Regions from separate parts of the Triticum aestivum genome. Here region 2 is linked to region 1. A link is a contact called in public Hi-C data. All regions are on one chromosome and are shown on one strand. The core of a region is the stretch at or near the end of the contact, and the rest is flanking DNA. Distances in the headings are between cores, read along the strand shown.

The links. A called contact is a pair of places that touch in the nucleus more often than the background predicts.
Region 2: a Hi-C map of leaf shows a contact between it and region 1, with 5 times the contacts expected there. The contact joins the enhancer-like site here to the promoter of LOC123048811 in region 1. A contact is called at or near these places in 3 of 5 Hi-C or Micro-C datasets (leaf and an unstated tissue).

The regions. Positions count from the first base shown.
Region 1 is chr1A:328,603,774-328,607,453 of IWGSC CS RefSeq v2.1, forward strand. It overlaps LOC123048811 (methionine gamma-lyase), which reads right to left and starts at 1,772. Exons shown (of 2, transcript XM_044471844.1): 1 at 890-1,772. The coding sequence starts at 1,673.
Region 2 is chr1A:328,755,328-328,758,746 of IWGSC CS RefSeq v2.1, forward strand. No RefSeq gene overlaps it. Among protein-coding and RNA genes, the nearest start is that of LOC123048833, 100 kb to the right of the region's middle. Within about 2 kb of position 1,989, at least 3 of the 8 cell types and tissues checked have an H3K27ac peak or open chromatin away from gene starts, as enhancers often do. A contact at or near this core is called in leaf, where this site is marked.

The sequences.
Region 1 (3,680 bases), core at 522-3,021:
AGCATCGCTGACTCATCGCTTCGTCCTTTTGGGCCTTGTCTGCACACGGGGGTGGCGAGTGGCGACCACCTTGCGTGGGGTGCAACAGTGAGAGGCGTCCGTGTCGAGAGCCTCTTTGCATATATGCATGGTCCCGTAAAGTGATGGCCGGCCACCGGCAGTGAATTACCCGCTACTGAATTCTGCTTCTAGAGTTAGGCATAAGTAATACTAGTACTAGTGTTATATGACGAACTATGTAAACTATGATTAAGATCGGTCATATCATAATGGTTTAGCGCGGGGTACCATTTTCTCCTAATTACTCATCGCTGTTCCATAATCTTTTTACCATTTTCTCCTAATAATTACTACTCACAGCCATCCCATCGTTATTCCAGACCGTTTTTTAAACATGGATATACTTTTCTTTTCTTTTTTTCTAGTAGTTGAACCTATACAGCCCCGGGATGTCCTTTTCCATTCGTCCCGTGTCTCAGGGCATTGCATGTGAGCTAGCACTGCTGCTTTGAGCGTAGCTTTCCCCACCATGCATGGTAGCAAGTACAATATGTCTGGGTGTGTCAAGTGATGCTACTGCCGAAGTTTTTTCCTAACTTGCAGAACGAATGAGACGTCCGGATTACGATTGTTTCACGCCAGTTAAATAAGATGACGGTTGACTAAAAACGTGGGGTAGTTGCAATCCAAAATAAAAAAACTAGGTACGTATGGACTTTGTCGAACTGACTTTTAAGTTGGGGAGATAGGCTTGCATGCGTGGGACTTTTAACCAGCATACGTGGGTCGTTCTACGCAACAGCTGTTGCCGTTCCTTGTCTTTGCATGCGTGCATGGAACATGCATGCAACATAACTTGGGAGTACTTCTTGGATGTGTGCGTCCTTACCGGCGATGATGTCGGCGCCGCCGCTGATGAACTTGGACACGCTGTGGACGACGATGTCGGCGCCGAGCCGCGCGGGCGAGACGACGACGGGGGTGAAGGTGTTGTCCACCACCAGCTTGGCCCCGGCCTCGTGCGCCACCCGCGCCAGCATCGGGATGTCGGCCACGGCCAGCGTCGGGTTCGACATCGTCTCCACGTACACCACCCGCGTCTCCCCCGGCCTTATGGCCGCGCGCACGGCCGCCTCGTCGTCCGCATCCACGAACGTCGCCTGCACGCCGGAGGTGCGCGGCAGGAACCGGGACAGCAGCGCGTGGGTGCCGCCGTACAGGCAGCGCGACGCCACCACGTGCCCGCCGGCGCCCACCAGCTGCATCAGCACGCAGGAGATGGCCGACATGCCGGACGCCGTGCAGTAGGCGGCCTCGGTCCCCTCCAGCGCGGCCATCTGCCGCCCCAGCGCCAGCACCGTCGGGTTGAAGTGGCGGCTGTAGATGTACAGGTCGCCGCGCTCCGGGCCCAGCTCCCCCGTGAAGAGCCGGCGCATGGTGTCCGGCTCCATCACGGTGAACGTGGCCGAGGCCTCGATGGACATGTTCACGCCGCCGTGCTCCCCGAACTCATGCCGCGCCGCGGCCAGTGCCGCCGCCGGGTCCGACTCCCGGCGGCGCGCCTTGGGCGCCTTCTCCTCCGTGCTGCCGTTGTCGTCGCCGAAGCCGTCGTTCTGCGGCGGCGGGCGCTTGAGGAGGGTGAGGGGCTCGGCGGCGGCGAGGACGTGGGCCATTGGGATCGTAGGACGGATGACTGGATGTTTTCTTTTTGCAGAGAAGAGAGCGCGAGCGGGATCGATCAAGAGCTGTGTGGGGAAGCTAGCAGGGGACGGTGCCAATTTATAGCCGATGATCAGGAATTCAGGATCTGGCAGGTAGTCCGGAGTTGGGAGAGCTGCGAGCCGTGAACGTGGACATACGTACGGGCACAGGATTGGAAGGAGCAACGTGCCGGGGCAAAAGAAAAAGAAAAAGATCGTACCGTTCTTTGTAAATTGTAACGTCAATAATAATGCACGGCAAGTGTAATGTTGATGTATATAGACGTATTTTAGAGTATAGATTCGTTCTGTATGTAGTTCACATTAAGATCTCTAAAAAAGGCTTTATATTTAAGAGCAGAGGGAGTAAATTTTATGGGACAGTTCGTAAGCTAATTTGCCCTTTAACCGGCCAGCCAGGGTGAATGTGTACGTACAAACAAAGCAGGTTCAATGCACTTATGTTCGGCGGTGAAAAGAGACGGCGTCCATGTTCAATGAACCGAAACGCAGGCCTCCTATACGAAGGCGACCATTACTAGCAGCAGTCAAAATTGGCCGCCATGCATGCTAATTCTGGTACGTACTCCACAAAGATAGACGATTCGTGCAGATTTCGAATGAATCTGGCCATGAATCTTCCCAAATCTGGCAGGAAAAGTGAGCATCCGAAGGCAAACCGTATCAGGATGCTGCGTCTATCCGCATCTGGGCTCGCCATTTTTTTAGATGGATGCGTTCCATCACGATCACGGAGTCACGAGTGTTTGACTGATCCTAGCTGGCCCATCGACCAGAAGGCAAACTCGTGTTCAACTTCTCCTTCCAAACCAAACGTATTGGCGTGCGTGTAATCGCGTAACTGTGCAAGTTCTTTTCCTTCTTGTTCTGAACGACGAACTCGATCACAGCCACAGGGTTTCTGATAGGAAATTCTAACGAGCGAACTTTGAATTTCAGTACTACAATGCCAGCCAATCCCGTGCGGAAGTTCTACTTGTGTGCAAACACATCACCATCAAACCACGATTGATATGCAAAAGGAAACATTGCTAGTGCACACACAAATAAGAGAGTAGAATCACTAAGTGCGCACAAGCAAAAATCAAACGTGCTCTTAAAGAAAATAAAATTACATTCAAAATCTTGAAGGCTTCGAAGTCTTCTTCCTAACATTCATTCATTTAAAGATGTTTTATGAAAGAAAGAAAGAAAAAAAATTAGCCAAAAGAGCAAAACAACTACTCTTTTTGGGGTATTACAATCTTCGGTTATCAGTTCATGAAGGCTCGAAGGGACCTCAACAATCAGTTCTTGGTCCCATTGTCTCATGGCTAGCATCGCTAATTCATGAGCAACGTGGTAAACATCAACACACTCATCGCCATATCAAAGATGATCGGGTAACGCCGTGACTTAGAGGGGGGTTGTTGAATCAATTCTTTCACAAGCATGAACAATTCACTAGGACAACCGGGCCTCAGTGTACACCATTTTATAATACAATAGCATTGGACAATTAAAAACTTCAATACAATGTTCTCTTCGAAGATCGATTCGATGTAATATTTTTGCGGCGTGTTTGTTGGGATCCGATGAATTGTGGGTTTATGATCATATTATTCATTGATAATAATTCAGTCTTTTTTGAACTATATTATGTGTGATTGTTATAGCTTTATTTTTCTCTCCGATCTATCCATATAGTTTGGCCAATTAGATCAATTTATCTTCAGTGGAAGAGGTGCTTTGTGTTAGGTTCAATTTTGCGGTATCCTCACCCAGTAACAGAAGGGGTAGCGAGGCACGTATTGCATTGTTACTACTAAGGGTAAAACGATGGGGTTCGAACATGTCATTTGGCCTTACTTTGTCTACATTATGTCATCATGCTCCAAGCATTACTCTGTTTGTTATGAACTTATAATACCTTAAAATGCATGCTGGATATCGGTCAAGGGGTGGAGTAATAGTAGTAGA
Region 2 (3,419 bases), core at 739-3,238, 150 kb after region 1:
CTAAAACCAATAGATCTCGGGTAGGGGGTCCCAAGTTTGGCGATCTAAGCTAGATGGTAATAGGAAAAATAGGGACACGATGTTTTACCTAGATTCAGACCCTCTTGATGAGATAAAACCCTACGTCTTGCTTCTTATATATTGATTGTGATGGGGTACAAAGTACAATGTTATCTACCTTGAGATCATATGAGGGAGTTCTAAGCTCTAAACAGCGTATGAGTGCCTCTACGGACTATACCCCACAACTTATATGTATAGGCACCAGGGATATGTAGGGTTTAAAAATGGTTGGTTGTAATCTAGGGATAAGTATTCTGATACTTCAGGTGCATCGTGAAGTGTATGGTACGTCTTCAATGTATCTACTTTTCCAAACACTTATATTCTTGCTTTGGACTCTAATTTGCATGATTTGAATGAAACTAATCCGAACTAATGCTGTTCTCAGCAGAACTACCTTGGTTGTAATCTAGGGATAAGTATTCCGATACTTCAGATGCATCATGAAGTGTATGCCAAGTCTTCAGAGATCTTCATTTAGATGACGACAAGGACCAGGCTAGTCAAGACCCATTCATCGACCACTGGTGGGTCCTCGGCCCGACCCACAAGTGACGGGCCAACATGATGTGCACCCCCTAGTCCGGGACACCTTCAAACGGTGGCTCCTCCTTCACGCGTGCCAGCAATGGTGGCACCGTGCCCATCTGAGGGAGCGAACGCTCCGTCATAATCTCCATCTGACGGACAAATTCTTCGTCCATCAGAGCTGTCCTCGAGAGGAGACAGGGCCGCTGCTGTAGCTGGTCCTCCTCGTCGCCGAAGGAGATGACTATCTCCTCCTTGCCGGAGGAGCCCACCATCATGGATGCAGATGGTCCCGGTCAGCGAGGGCGGTGATGCCATGAATCGCCTGACGAGGAACTTCCACCGGCCTCGCCTACCGACGCGGAGAACCAGGACTTAGGTGTCGCCTCTAGGCTCGAAGAGGAGGAAGGGCTCGGCGAGGGGGAGGAGGACGGTGCGGTGCTCGTGTGAGGGAAGTGTGGATCTGTCTCGCTGGTGCAGGGCTTAAATATCCACGCCCAAACTAGGCGAAGGGAGGGGGGTCAGCCGGCTTCAATGCGGCGCAACGGCCCGAGTTGGTTTCTCGGGACGCAGCGTTCGCATTGAAGCGGAGACGTCCGAGAGGTCGCGTTCGTCTGCGCCACCTTCCCGTCTAGTCAAATCGCGGGCATGCTCTGGGCCGACATGAATGTGACGCGGCATGCAGCGCGACGTGTGGGATGAAAAACGCGAAAGGGGCGGGTGGGAGTTTGGGTGGGTCAGGGCGGTCAGACGTGGGCATGGGAGCGGTCCGAACGCCCGCAAAGCCTCCCTTCCCATGCTTGTCTTCGGTTTGCGAGAAAAAACACGTCCAAAGTGATACAGACCCACATTAAATATACAATACGTTCTAACAACGTGGTTCGGATGCATGCAAGCGGTTTGAGGATGGCCGTTGGAGATGTCCTTAGTAGGCTCGGCGGTACGGTGGATTGTAGGGGCTGCAATTTATGCCGACAGCATTGATCTTGAGATGGATATTGGTGATGTTCGGTTTAGACATTGCTTGCAGAAAGCCAATGGCACTCCTCACGAGTTAACTAAATATTGTTACGAGAATCATATATCTTCGTAATTGGATAGATGATCCTTCACCTTTGGTTCTTGAATCTCTTGCATTATGAATAAAGTAAGCTAGGATGGCATTCCTAATAAAGAAAACATCTCATGTGATGTATATCTCTCCGTCTGCGTATCGTGAAAAGGGAGTCATTGAACTCTGAGGATACGACTAACTAATGATGATTAATACGACTAGCCTCGGCTGGAGGTCACTGCTCACATGTGCGCGTCGACGACAGCAAAGCTCGCAAAGGGCACGTCGCGTCTTACGCAACACGTGGGGTCTCCTCCAGCGGTAGCCATCCCATGAATCCATCCATCCCGAGCCCCCCGGACTGATCTTCGTGCCACATCAGCGCTGTCCACACCATGGGCCGATCAGCATATCGAGTCATCGCACGCGGCCACTGATGGATAGTGGTTATCTGAAAGACTGAAACGGACCAAAAGGCCATTCGAGTCATCGCACGTACTACACGGATAAATGCAGAAACGACCAGCAGGCCTAATAAAATGGGGCGGGGGGTAACCCCTTTTCATCAAAAAAATGACCAGCAGGCGCGTCGCATAGGATGCAACTGCTTGCCGCGTCGAACGTTCGTCAAACAAATTCTTCCAGCGACTATATAGAAATAATACGATGATCTATGACGTAAACAATAGCGGCGCCTAGGTAGGCAGGCTTTAGTATAAGACCTTGAGGAAGTGCATTATGAAACCTCATAAAAATTGATCTCGAGAAGAAAAATCTGGACGGAGAAAGAGCGCAATGTGTTGTGCGTGCGTATATGCGAGCAAGTATGGCATTGGGGAATATGCCTCTGCGGTTGATATTTCTATCCCTTTTTAAGATTCGAGAAGCGCGGTGTTCAAGAAAAGAAAAGACTCCAGAAGCACGTTTGCCAGGGATGAAAACGAGCCGAACGAATGAGACAATAATTTTTTTTCGGAGGTAATGAGACAATAATTCAATCTTCAGTAACGAGCACATTCCATTTCTTCGAGGCCAAGCAGCTTTGCCATTGCGGGGCGATCCGAGATAGAGCAGAGACAGTTAAGGTACGGCATCAAATTGATCAATGACATACTTATCAAACGAATGACGGCGGTAAGTACCCTCCCTCCATCGAAGCCCCCGGAGGCGGCAGACTTTGGGCCGTGGAGTTGTGGAGGACCCCGGGCCTACGCAAGTGGGAGAAACCTGGCTCTAGTTCTTGTTTGTTTCAGCATCTCGGATGTGAATGTGTGGTGGTGACAAGGTCCACTAATAAGAAATTAAGAATAATGTCTTCTATGTTCGATCCTCGTTTCGATGGTGTATCTAGCGTTATCAGAGAGCATGTGTTGATGGTTTCATCGTATCTTGAAGGATTTAGTGTGTGTGTTGGTCTTGAGCGGATCTGTACGGACTCCGTCTTTGTTCGTCTTCACTCGTGTGTCTACAAGTTCGATGCTTCTGAGATCTATCCTTCTCTTCATAGGCGGTTTGTTGTTGTTTTGCTGAGTTAGCCCTATAATGTCTTTACACGACGACTTCTCAATTGTTTACTACACCAAGATTTGTCCGACTTCGGAAAGAGAGTGGCGATGACGGTAGCGTGACTTCGGCTTGCTTCAATGATGATGACACGATCTCCCAGTATTTCATAAGTTGGGTCTATTCAACATCATTGTTATCCTAAAAGTGTGCTCTCATTATTGCTGACATCCTTATTACATTAACTATGCACATGGTTAAGAAAACAGAA